2 separate regions of the Mus musculus genome follow, and region 1 is linked to region 2. Evidence: chromatin contacts called from public promoter capture Hi-C data. All regions are on one chromosome and are shown on one strand. The core of a region is the stretch at or near the end of the contact, and the rest is flanking DNA. Distances in the headings are between cores, read along the strand shown.

Region 1 (5,712 bases), core at 380-2,879, 1.9 Mb before region 2:
CTTAATTCTCCCCTTTGGAGTAAAAGATTGGAGATCATTTGAGAAATTTATTAATGTAACCATGAGCATGAAAAAAAAATAGATCCTCTGAGTACAGAAAAATGTGACAAACTTTTAACACCTGCCTTTGCCACACACACTGAGCATTGTCCTATTAAAGGTAGGTTGTTTAAATGGGCTCGTTCCTAGTTAAAAGTCAAGTCACTCTTTATCCTTTGTAAATGTATTTTTATAGAATGAACTGGCTTGAAATGAGAAATGCTCACATTTACTTGTTTGCACAGCAATTGCTTATTGCCAATGTCTGCACACAGGAACATCAAGGCAAAGGCCATTCTTTCATCCCTCTTTTAACAGTCTAACCATGATTTGCCTTTTAACATTTAAAACACTTAGACTGGAAAAATATTCGAGATTATGAGTCCTCCAGCCTAGAAGATGCTCAGGAAATATCCAAAAGGAATGAATGCATCTTTCCAGTGCCCAATGATGAGTAAGAAAACAGTAGGACTTGCAAACTGCTCAAATAAAACACCTTCCTCTGACCTTAATTGGTCAGATGCCAAAGTAAGCGAACTTTACAAAGTTAGGAGCCTCACAACTTTCACTAGGACAACTGCCAGCTGCAGCAAGCCCACCACTCTAGTGTGCCAAGCTATCACTGCGAGACAAACTGGGAGCCAAGGCCTCATTGCCTAAGCACCTTGAGACATGAAAGGAGAGGGTTCAGGCCCAGCCGCTCTAGTCGTGTGACTCTGGGGCCCGGCCCCAGACAAGATCTTGTCTGGTCCTTTCCACAGTAGAGCCTGGGGGGAAACTGGGCACTCAGGTTGAGCAGCTTCGGGTGGAAATCAGCCCGGCTGTGCCAAACTCCCAACTTCACAGAGTTTCCTTGGCTCTCAGATCCCACTCCCAGCTCCGAGGCCTCCGTGGCCTCGCCTGGCTCCCGGGCGCTCGCGAGTGAAGTGGCGGGCGCAGCCCCGAGCTCAGGAGCCGCCCCCAGGAGCCCAGCGCAGGTGGCGGGCGTGGTTCCTCCAAGCCTGCCCCAGCCCACCCTGGCTCGGCCTCCGCGCGGCAGCCTCCGCCCGAGTTCGCCGGGTTCCAGCATCAGGCCGTGGTGCGCTGGTTGTGGAGACCTACTTGGGCTCAATGGTCACCCATTGCCCTCCTCCAGTCTGCGTCGCTCTCCTGCCTCAGGCCCTGGCTAGGTCCCCAAGTCCCCATTTCAGGGCCCTCGAGTCGCGCCCGCCAGCGGCGGCGGCCGCGCTTACCTGGGTCGCGGAGCCGGGGTCTGGCACGGTCCCGCAGGTGGTAGATGAAATCTTGGCAGCTGTCGTGCTCCAGGGCCCCTCGGGCACAGAGCTCGGCCAGCAGCTGCAGCGCCTGGTGACAGAGCGCGTCCCTGGCCCCGGGCATCGCCCCCCCGCATCCTCGGACCGCGCCGGGCAGGCGGGCGCGGGAGAAAGCCCTCCGCCTGCCAGCTCAGAGCTGCCGCCGCCGCCGCCGCCACCGGCCGGTCCGCGCTCCCCACCCGAGCCGCAGCGCCAGCCGGGTCGGCCTCCCACCGGTTGCATGCAGCTCTCGGAGAGCCGCTCGCTCGGGCTTTCTCCGTCTCCCGCGCGGCCCCTCGTCCCTCCCTCGGCGCGGAGGGGAGGCGGCGCCGCACAGCCCAGCGCGCCTCTCCGCGCTCCGCCCGCTACTCGCGGCCGCCGGGGGCGGGGCCGGGTCAGGGGTGCGCGCCGCGGGCGGGGGTTTGCCGCGGCCGCCGCAGAGCAGGCGCGCCAGGTAGGGACCCGGGACGGGGGCGCTCGCCCACTGCAGGAGAAGCGCCTGATTCCGCTCCGGACCCTGCGCTGTGAGCGGCCGCGCCCAGGATCAGGAAGTACGAGCTGGTGCGCGTGCTAGACGCTCTTGGCACCCCATTTCTCCGCCCAGATGCAAACCTAGCATCCCTCAGGGCTCTGGAGCCACGCGTGGGTCCAAAGCACGTTCTCGGTTGTATGGAGCGAAGGCTGGAGGGTAGACTACACCTGCCGAGATCTCAGTACCTTCTTTAAACTTGGAAAGCGCGGTCTGAGCAGAAACCGCGGGCCCAGGGGTGTCACGCGCCCAAATGCGGGGTTTAGAGCCAAGATTTTCCAACAAAGAATGGATGCACAGCGTGATGGTGATTTGGAGAAGGTGGAGGCTCAGATAAGAAATGAGGACAGATGTATGGCCCTCCGGAAAGACGCTGAGGCTCACCTGGAGCTTTGCAGGTCCTGATTGGTTTTCTAAGAAGCTGATTGGAAATGCGAAGGTTGCCAGCATTTCCCTGGCACAGGAGACAGAGGATCCAGAATTTGTGGATGTTTGGAAAGACCTCAGTCACCTCTCATCTACCCATCTCTTCATTTTTTTAGGCACTCAGCCCAGAAATAACCACAAATTATTTAGCTTGTTTGTGTGCCCAAGGCACTGTGCCACAGCCTTTTGTATAGTTTCATTTAATTCTCTAGATAGAGAGCCTTAAACGTGTGTGTGTGTGTGTGTGTGTGTGTGTGTGTGTGTGTGTGTGTGTGATCTCCACGCTGCCACTAAAACAACAGACTCAAGAGAGGTGGTACTTGCCTAAGTTCATAAGAGACTTCTCCCCCACCCTCTCTCTCCCTGCCTCTCATCCACCCGCTCCTCTTTTTCTTTCTCCCTGATTCTCTTACATATTTATGTAATCCTAATGTCAAACTTCATTCTAGAACAATTAGCTAGGACTCTTACCCATAAGGATGTGCTGTCTAAGAATCATATTGCAAATAAGGAATATTTGCTCAACAGACAAAACTTGAAGTTGTGTGGTGAGCAGTGCTGGGTTTGGTGGAGTTTATATTAGAGTAATAGAGAATGGGCAGCTGTAGTTATAAAGGTAAATCCAGATAGCTGTGGAAAGGCACGTAGAGTCTATTTTGGGTTTCTATTTTTAGTTTGTTTGGTTTTTTTTTTTTTTCCCCACTTCCTAAACTTTTTCCTTTAAAACTAAGGCCCAGGGCTGGGGTGCAGATTAATTGGAAGAGTTGCTTATCTACCATACTCAAGGCTCTGGATTTCATCTAGAAACAAACAAACCCAGTATAGTGGCATAAGCCTGCAATCCGAGTGCTCTGAGGTTCAAGGTCATCCTTGGCTACATTCTGAAGTAGTCTGGGCAACACATGCCTCAAACAAACAAACAAAAACACCTAAGACAAACACAGCACACTGTGAAGGAGGGAACCAGCTGAGAACGAGCCAGTCCAGGAGACTGAGCAGGTGCTCTTCCAAAGGGGGGGAGGGTGGAGGGGGGACCACCAATGGCCATGACGCAGAGAAGGATGGTGTATGAAGAGGGGAAGTGCTTGTTCAAACCAATAGCAGTGTAACTCTTATGAGATGATGTCAGAAAGCTGAAAGCTGTGAATTCCGTTAGTAATAACTGGAAGAGATTAAAATCTGGTGATAGCCTAGACCAGACAGAAGCAAATGCTGACTTGGGAAACAGTCAAATTTGAAAGGCATTTTAAATATTAGGAAGACTGTAATGGATAGAATCTGAAAGAAAGAAAAGTAGCAACATGTGAAGAGGGGTGCTGGGTTTGGTAGCCCAAACTTGTAATCTCAGTCCTCAGAAAAGTAGAGGCAGAAGAATTCATTCAAGTTCAAAGCCAGCCAGGTCTTCATAGCAAGTTTCAAGCTAGCCAGAGATACACAGTAAGACTCAAAATATAAAACATGAAAAACAATTTGCACCCTAAAATAAAACAGAAAAACAAACCACAACATAAAAAACCCTCTGAAATCTCCCCAGATTCAAAAGCATACCTGGGACATATGTGGGTCTCTAGTGGCACATAGATGTTAGCCTAGAGCTGCATGACAGGGGTCTGTGGTCATTAATGGGAAAGAGAAAGTGAGTTGCCACATGGAAGGTTACTCCCAGGAGAGGTGGCTAGGAGATAACTCCAGCCTTTAAAGATAACTCAACAAGAGGATGAAAAGTAGCAATTAGAAGAATTAGAAGGCAATGTACAGAAGTCCAAGGAGGACTTTGATAGAAGTGATTGACAACCGTCAGGTTTAGAGTTTAAAGGTAGAGGGGAATCTCAGGTATGTCCTTAGAGCTAAGCATCCTGCTGCATGCCTGTAATCACTGCCCATAGGAAGTAAAAGCCAGAGGATCAGAAGTTTGAGGCCAGCTTGGGCTGCTATCAGGAAACAAAAAAAATGTTTTTGCATTGAACTTGTTTTAATGAGTCTCAGAATTTTTTGACAGGTTTTCATTCAAGTTGTTCACCTTTAATCAAGTTGAAACAAACTGCTCTCTACTTGAACTTAACACCCACTCAGCAGGAGTACTGTGCCATGCCTAGTACTAGAAACCTAGCTAACTACTCAGTGCTAGGGAAGTCATGCTTAGTAGAGGAGACTCCACAGTTACTAAGGTACTAAACCAACATGATCCCTGAAAACAATCTCTAAACATTTATCCTTATACCCACAGATAAGTATAGTCTTCACCCCTCACCAAGGAAACTTCTGTTCGCAACAGACAGAAACAAATCCAGACAACCACAAGCAAGCACAATATAGAGTTGTGGAGTCCAAGCCCAACTGACACACCTACAAAACATTCCTGCACCTAACCTCAGGGAACATTACAGAAGAAGTGTGGAAATATTGTAAGAGCCAGAGAATCAGGGAGTTTGCTGTGTGATTACGTCTCCTAGCAACATTAGAAGCTATGGTCATAAAATCTCATCAATATGACCTCTCAAAGTTGAACAAGAATAACACCAATAGATAGGCCAAACTGGATGGGGAAATGCCCACTAGGCCTCACCCCTACACAAAGAACAACAGGCAACTGAGTGAGGCTAGGAGCAGGAGAGGTAACCCTCACCTGGGGAGAGCACGTTATATTTAGGAGTGTGTGTGTGTGTGTGTGTGTGTGTGTGTGTGAATGTGTGTGTATATGTGTGTGTGTGTGTTCGTACACGGAATGTACATATATACATTCTCTAACAATTAGTGAAACAAAGAGGCCATGAATTTGAAGGACAGTTGAGCAGGTTTATGGAAGGAAGGGCTTGGAGGGAGAAAAGAGAAGGGAGAAATGCTGTAATTAAATTATAATCTCAAAAACGAACAAAAAATACTGTCTTACAAACTAATAACTTAAACTGAACACAGAGGCACAAATGGTCCACGAAACATTTTCCTTTCCCTCTGAAGGTTTTTACAGTGCATTGTGATCAGTAACAAGCCTTCTGCTATGACTTAAATGGCTGTTTAGGCAAACAGTTCTGAGACCATCCCTACACCATTGATAAAGATTGGAACAGCCAATGTTAGGGATGATATTCATTCAGTCTTCTGAATTTTCTGGGCATTTTGGTTACCTTGGCAGCTCTAGTAGCTTTCTGGTCTACAGCTCTGATGCTACCCACAGAAACTGCTTCATGGCACAAATGGCAAAAGGACCCAGGGGGAATAGTTGGAGAAACTCCTGACACCTATGGACTTGCCTGAGATAATATCAATAATGGCTGCATAGACCAGATTACGAGAATGTAGGACCACTTTCCAGCTTTTTATTAGAATAAAGATCAATCTTTTCTGTAAGCTTAGAACACTTGCATGCTATGTGAGCTATATGACAATTCAATACAGGGACAAAGCCAGAGCTAATTTGGTCAATCA
Region 2 (5,744 bases), core at 2,215-4,714:
ACAGGGTTTCTCTGTATAGCCCTGGCTATCCTGGAACTTACTTTGTAGACCAGGCTAGCCTCAAACTCAGAAATCCGCCTGCCTCTGCCTCCCAAGTGCTGGCATTAAAGGCGTGCGCCACCATGCCCGGCTGGGAGTATGACTCTTAGTTGCAGAAAGCATTTGTCTTAGTTGAAAATACAGAGTATTTTTTTTTTTTTTGGAACATCCCTGGCTGCTTGCCTATGCCTATAAATCACCATGGTGAGAGAAGGAGAAATGTACAGATACCTCAATTTGTTTTTCTTATTTATATGGTCAAAGGGTCATGTTGGGACTCAGAAAATGATGCCACAAAGCACTGTATTTCAATGCATTTGACCTGAAGGAGAATGGGTGTCCTCGCTGATCTTCTCATGGCCTTTGGTCTCCTGCCAGCTGTTTCCCAGAGCAATTCAGAGAAGCCACAATTCGATCTCTCCCCCTCCCCCCTCCTTTTTTTGAGACAGGGTTTCCCTGTAGCCCTGGCTGTCCTGGAATTCACTATGTAGACCAGACCTTGAACTCACAGAGACCTGTTGCTTGTAATTTTAAAAGCACGCTACGGCTACTGCCTTTGCCTGGGAGCTGCTGCCCGGGCTCTGGCCCCTCCTGGCTCCCCTTTTTTTCCATCCAATCAGTACCACCAGCCCTGACCAGACTTTTCTTTCCTACCTAACCTTTGCGTTTTATTATTTTAGAACTTGCTAGCTAGGCACAATTGCTGGGTGCAGATTTCTCCTGCCTGGAAAGGCATGTCCTTTCCAACTTATATCTCCATTTCTTCTCCTACCCTGAACTTAGTTGCTTGTACCCCACTAACCTCCTTGGCCATCTGCCTGTAGAGAAGGCCACCGGCCCTAGCTCTCCCAGAGGCCTTCATGATTGCAGAGTCCTCTTACCTTCAAAGCATAGCTAAAAAAGCCCCTCTCCTTCCTTGTGTCTGCCTTTTCCTCCTGGGACCTGGAAGTCCCACTTGTACCTTCTGCCCAGCAATTGGGCCCTGGCCTTCTTTATTGACAAATGAAGAACCAATTAGGAAACTAGAGATTAGAATCAGAACCTCCCGTTACAAAGACCCGCCTGCTTCTACCTCAATTCTTTTTAAAAGTAAATCACAGAAATTAGGGGTTGGGAAGATGACTCAGTAGTTAAGAGTGTTTGTTGTTCTTCCAGGGGACCCAGGTTCTATGCCAGGACCCATACTGGGTTGCTCACAACCACCTGTAACTTCACCTCCAATAGTAGCTAATGCTGTTGGCTCTGTGGGCACCTGCACTCATATGCACACACCCACACCCATACACCAAATATTTGTAAAAATGCTAAAAAAAAAACCATAAGAAATTAGAAAGATCACTCTTTTTCTTCAATTATCTTCATTGTAGGGGAACTCTGCTCCTTACCTAGGAGAATGGCTGACAAAGAACTTGGGCAGACAGGCCGTGCTGGGTCCCCTCTCATCTACTATAGTCAGACCACACCCCTTTGTCTAACCCCATTTCTGTGTAGCTCTCCAGTCTTCATTAACTTAAGCATACAACAGTTTTCCTTTGTGTCTTCCCTTTGGAATGTCTGTGCCATGTAAAACCTCTATTACTTAGACTTGCTATGCCATTTCCATCTCCCTGTGCAGCCAGGGAGAGTCTTAATCTTTCAGATGTGCCATTCTTAGTTCCAGATTTACAGGTGTATAACCAAGCTCATTTAAACCTGACTGTGGTTTTAAGAGCGCCAGCCACGAACTGGTGATAGGCATCACATTTTGAACATCTAGAGCTAGAACGGACCAGACAGTGATGTATGGTTGGGTAGAATTGGTCACTAAAGCTTTTCTCAACCTTATTTATGTATGTAGTCTTTTGGACGACCCAAGACAATTGTGTGTCTAAGCTGGAGAGATAGCTCAGCCAATAAGAGTACTTGAGGCTCTTACATAGGACAGGAATCCTATTTTTAGCACCCACATTGGATACCTCAGAGTGGCCAATAACCACAGTTTGAGGGCATCTGACACCTTCTGATATCCATAGGTCTTTGCACATGCATGTGCACACATTCATGCACACACACATATACATAAATAAATAAAAACATCTAAAAGATTTCCAAGTTGTTGGGCTGGGGTATGGCTTAGTGGCAGAATACTTGTCTAGCGTGTTTGAGGGTTTGGGTTTGATCCTTAACGCTGTGCCTTTTCAGCCAACTAATGGGGCAGTCAATGAACACCTATAACTTCAACACTCAGGTGTCTGAGACAGGAAGATTTTGAGTTTGAGGCCTGGGTTACACAATGAGTCCCTATCTCAAAAACACAGAAACAGGGTCAAAGATGTAGCTCCGTTGAAGATGTTGACCAGTGTGCATAGGAGCCTGAGTTCGATTTCCAGCACCAGCATAAAGTAGGTTTGGTGGCACACAACTGTTATCTCAGCCGTTGGGTGGCAGAAGCAAGAACAGACATTCAAGACCATCCTTGGCTGAACAGTGAGTTCAGGGCCTCCCTGAATGACATGAAACCCCGCTCAAACTCTTTGTGTTCTTTTGTCAGGCTCAGATGGCTCTGCTAATATCGGGTCCAAGATGAGCAAATCAAACTCTAACATAAAAACAAAGTTTTCACAACCAGAACTCAGGAATCAACCTTTATGTAGTGATTTTCCACTCTAACACTCACTATGTAGTTCATCATGGTCTCCAATTGGTGATTTTCCTACCTCAATATGTATCACCATATCTAGCTACTGCAGCATTTCAAATCCTCACACTCACCAATTTCGGAGACGGGATTGAAGGCATTACGCAGGAACCACAGCCAATCTCCATTAAAACGGACAAACCAGTACTTATTCTAACTCATGGCTGAGCTATCCTCCAGGAATCCAAAGAAGAACAACGCAGTCCAGTAGGAAGAAATAGCAATAAACGAAGCCAGAGGCTAAACCTGGAAAATATCAGAGGATGCCCCGCCCAGCCCGCCTAGACACAAAGCCCTGCCTTGGGCCTAGGCAGTCTTGGGTCTGAGGCAGAACATTCCAAACTTTACAGGCCTCCGCCCAGCGTTGGGGCTCAGCAGCTTTGACGGCTTAGGCTATGCCTTTAACACCCCTGCCTTCCACCCCCACCCCCTTCTCTGATCACTAGATAGATAAATGAAATTTTCAGTGGTTTGCCTTTTGCTGTGAAGAACACAGGCCTGAAAGAAGCCCACCAGGAAAATGGGGGAAAAGGAGCACAAACTCAGAAAAGAGGTGCCTCTGGGCAGGACTGTCTTACTCGCAGATCCCGGGGCGGAGCCTTCGAAAGAGCCCCCTTTGGACATTCCGCCCCCTTGCTCGGCCTCCTCCTTTTCCCACCGCGGAAGATGCCAACTCCCGCCCGGCTGAGTCACGGCCTGAACTAGGGGAGGAGGCGGGGAAAGGCAGCCCCAGCCCAGATCGCAGCCATCGGTCTCAGGGAGAGCAGGCCCGGTGGTCAGAGATCATGGGGGAGAGCGCACTGGAGCCCGGACCTGTGCCTGAGACGCCCGCAGGGGGTCCGGTGCACGCAGTCACCGTGGTGACCTTGCTGGAGAAATTGGCCACCATGCTGGAGGCTCTGCGGGAGCGGCAAGGCGGCCTGGCTGAGAGGCAGGGCGGCCTGGCGGGCTCCGTGCGTCGCATACAGAGTGGCCTGGGTGCGCTGAGTCGCAGCCACGACACCACCAGCAACACACTGACGCAGCTGCTGGCCAAGGCGGAGCGCGTGGGCTCGCACGCCGACGCAGCCCAGGAGCGGGCCGTGCGTCGCGCTGCTCAGGTGCAGCGGTTGGAGGCCAACCACGGGCTGCTGGTGGCGCGCGGGAAGCTGCACGTCCTGCTCTTCAAGGTCAGTGACCTCAGGCATCCCTCTCCCGCCCCCAACCCTCGCCTCTAGGTTACCACCGAGGGAAGGACTCCTGCCACCCACCCGTCCGCATCTCCACATTCCTGACCCAGCGTGCTGCCCTCACTTGTGGAAGACTCTCAGAGCCGCACCCACTTTCTCACAACAGCGACCTTATCCCTTTCTCACTCCCAGCCTGGCCAACCCACGCCCTCCCTAACTCAGGCCAGTCTGCGGATTTGGTCAGTCGCACCCACATGGAACTAACTGTTAGGTGTTACTCTGCCTCCTCCAAGCGCCTATACAGCTGTTACACTCTACACGGTTTCATCCACTTTGCAAACTTGCAAGGTCCACTTTCCCCCTCTTTGCTCATCTCTCTGCTCCTCCATCCTCCCCATCCCCCATCTTCCCATTCCTCTATTTTGGCCCCAATTCCTAGTGCAGATGCAAAGGGTGGAGTAGCTTCCCTTGGCGGGCGGGCAAGAGAGTTTCAGGCTGGTCCTGGCTAAGTGCCAGGGTCAAATCAGAGAATCAAAAGCTGTGTCATCACATTTAGGAGGAGACTGAAATTCCAGCCCGCGCCTTCCAGAAAGTCCCAGAGCTCTTGGGTCCGGAGGACCAGTTGGTGCTGGGCCCAGATCAGCCAGAGGATGAAGTTGGAGAGAGTTCTGAAGAGGAGCCAGTGGAGTCCAGGGCTCAGCGGCTGCGCCGCACTGGTTTACAGAAAGTTCAAAGCCTGAAAAGGGCTCTTTCCAGTCGTAAAGCAGCACAGCCCACACCAGTCAAGCCGCCACGCGTAGGGCCTGTCCGGAGCTCTGAAGGCCCATCAGAAGGCCAGCCTGCAGCTCAGCCTGAAATGGAGTCCGAGCTCGAGACTGCCCTGGAGCCAGAACCTCCTCAACCTACCAAGGAAGATCCTGAGAAACCCGTGCTTCAAATAGAGAGCGCAGCCTGATCCCTGGGGCTGCCTGTCCCATTCGGTGCTTAAGCCTTGTCCCAAAATAAGTACTTATAGAGTGCAGCACTTACATCCAAATAAGGAGAGAATCCTGCATCCACTGCCCAGCTCCAAAGCTTCCTTCCTGGCTTTCCAGTCTGAACCCTGTGTCCTCTGACAGAGGAGCTTTCAGCCTAATTTAGGTTCACCACCAATAAAAGCAATTTTCTCTAACCCAGACTCAATGAGAAAGGGCGAGCGACAATGCGCATGGCTTGGGGAAGGAATGGGCTGAATGACAAACGTTCTCACTTTTCACCGAATCCTGGGTCCTCCATTGGCACGGAGAAATATTGGCCACTTACTGCTTAAATACATTCCTCTTGGGGACACATAAGTACAACTTTGGGGCCCGGCCTGGGGCGGGGCAGTATGCAGTTCTTTGAAGAAAACGCCCTAGTTAATGTCAGCTAATGCACTCTTCCTACTTCTGGTGTCTGACACTCACAGACAGCTCACACCATTGGGTTGGGGTGCATTTAGAAAGCAATCCAAAAACAGCCCTTGGTCTACTTTCCTTCTGCCAACAAAACAAAACAAAGCACACAAAGCACTCATTGTTTTCAAAACCAAATGAGTAATCTGATAGGTTGAGAGAATCCAGGCCTCCTAGAATCGAGCATCTCTCACAATGAGTGTGACGAACTGACTGTGTCTTCATGTCAATGCATAAAATAAAAAAAAAATAGGACCTCCATGTTTTTTAGATCTTGTTAGGGTTTGAATCTGAAAGGTTCCCTGAAGGCTCATTGTTGGGAGCTTGCTAGCTTTCTGTGTGTGTGTATGTGTGTGTGTGTGTGTTAGAATGGCTTGTGATCTAATCAATGGAGTATGCCCTTGATTTATCCATAGTATGTCAGTC

Evidence for each region. Promoter capture Hi-C pulls out the DNA fragments that hold promoters and counts their contacts.
Region 1: a promoter capture Hi-C map of hippocampal neurons shows a contact between it and region 2, with 3 times the contacts expected there. The contact joins the promoter of Syt9 here to the promoter of Cavin3 in region 2. A contact is called at or near these places in 2 of 39 promoter capture datasets (hippocampal neurons and liver).

The regions. Positions count from the first base shown.
Region 1 is chr7:107,366,707-107,372,418 of GRCm38.p6, reverse strand. It overlaps Syt9 (synaptotagmin IX), which reads right to left and starts at 1,629. Exons shown (of 7, transcript NM_021889.4): 1 at 1,272-1,629. The coding sequence starts at 1,416. It also overlaps the pseudogene Gm19033.
Region 2 is chr7:105,479,917-105,485,660 of GRCm38.p6, reverse strand. It overlaps Cavin3 (caveolae associated 3), which reads left to right and starts at 3,464. Exons shown (of 2, transcript NM_028444.1): 1 at 3,464-3,885; 2 at 4,442-5,045. The coding sequence starts at 3,502. The coding sequence ends at 4,840. It overlaps Gm36847 (a long non-coding RNA gene), which reads right to left and starts at 2,862. Exons shown (of 3, transcript XR_378395.4): 1 at 2,791-2,862.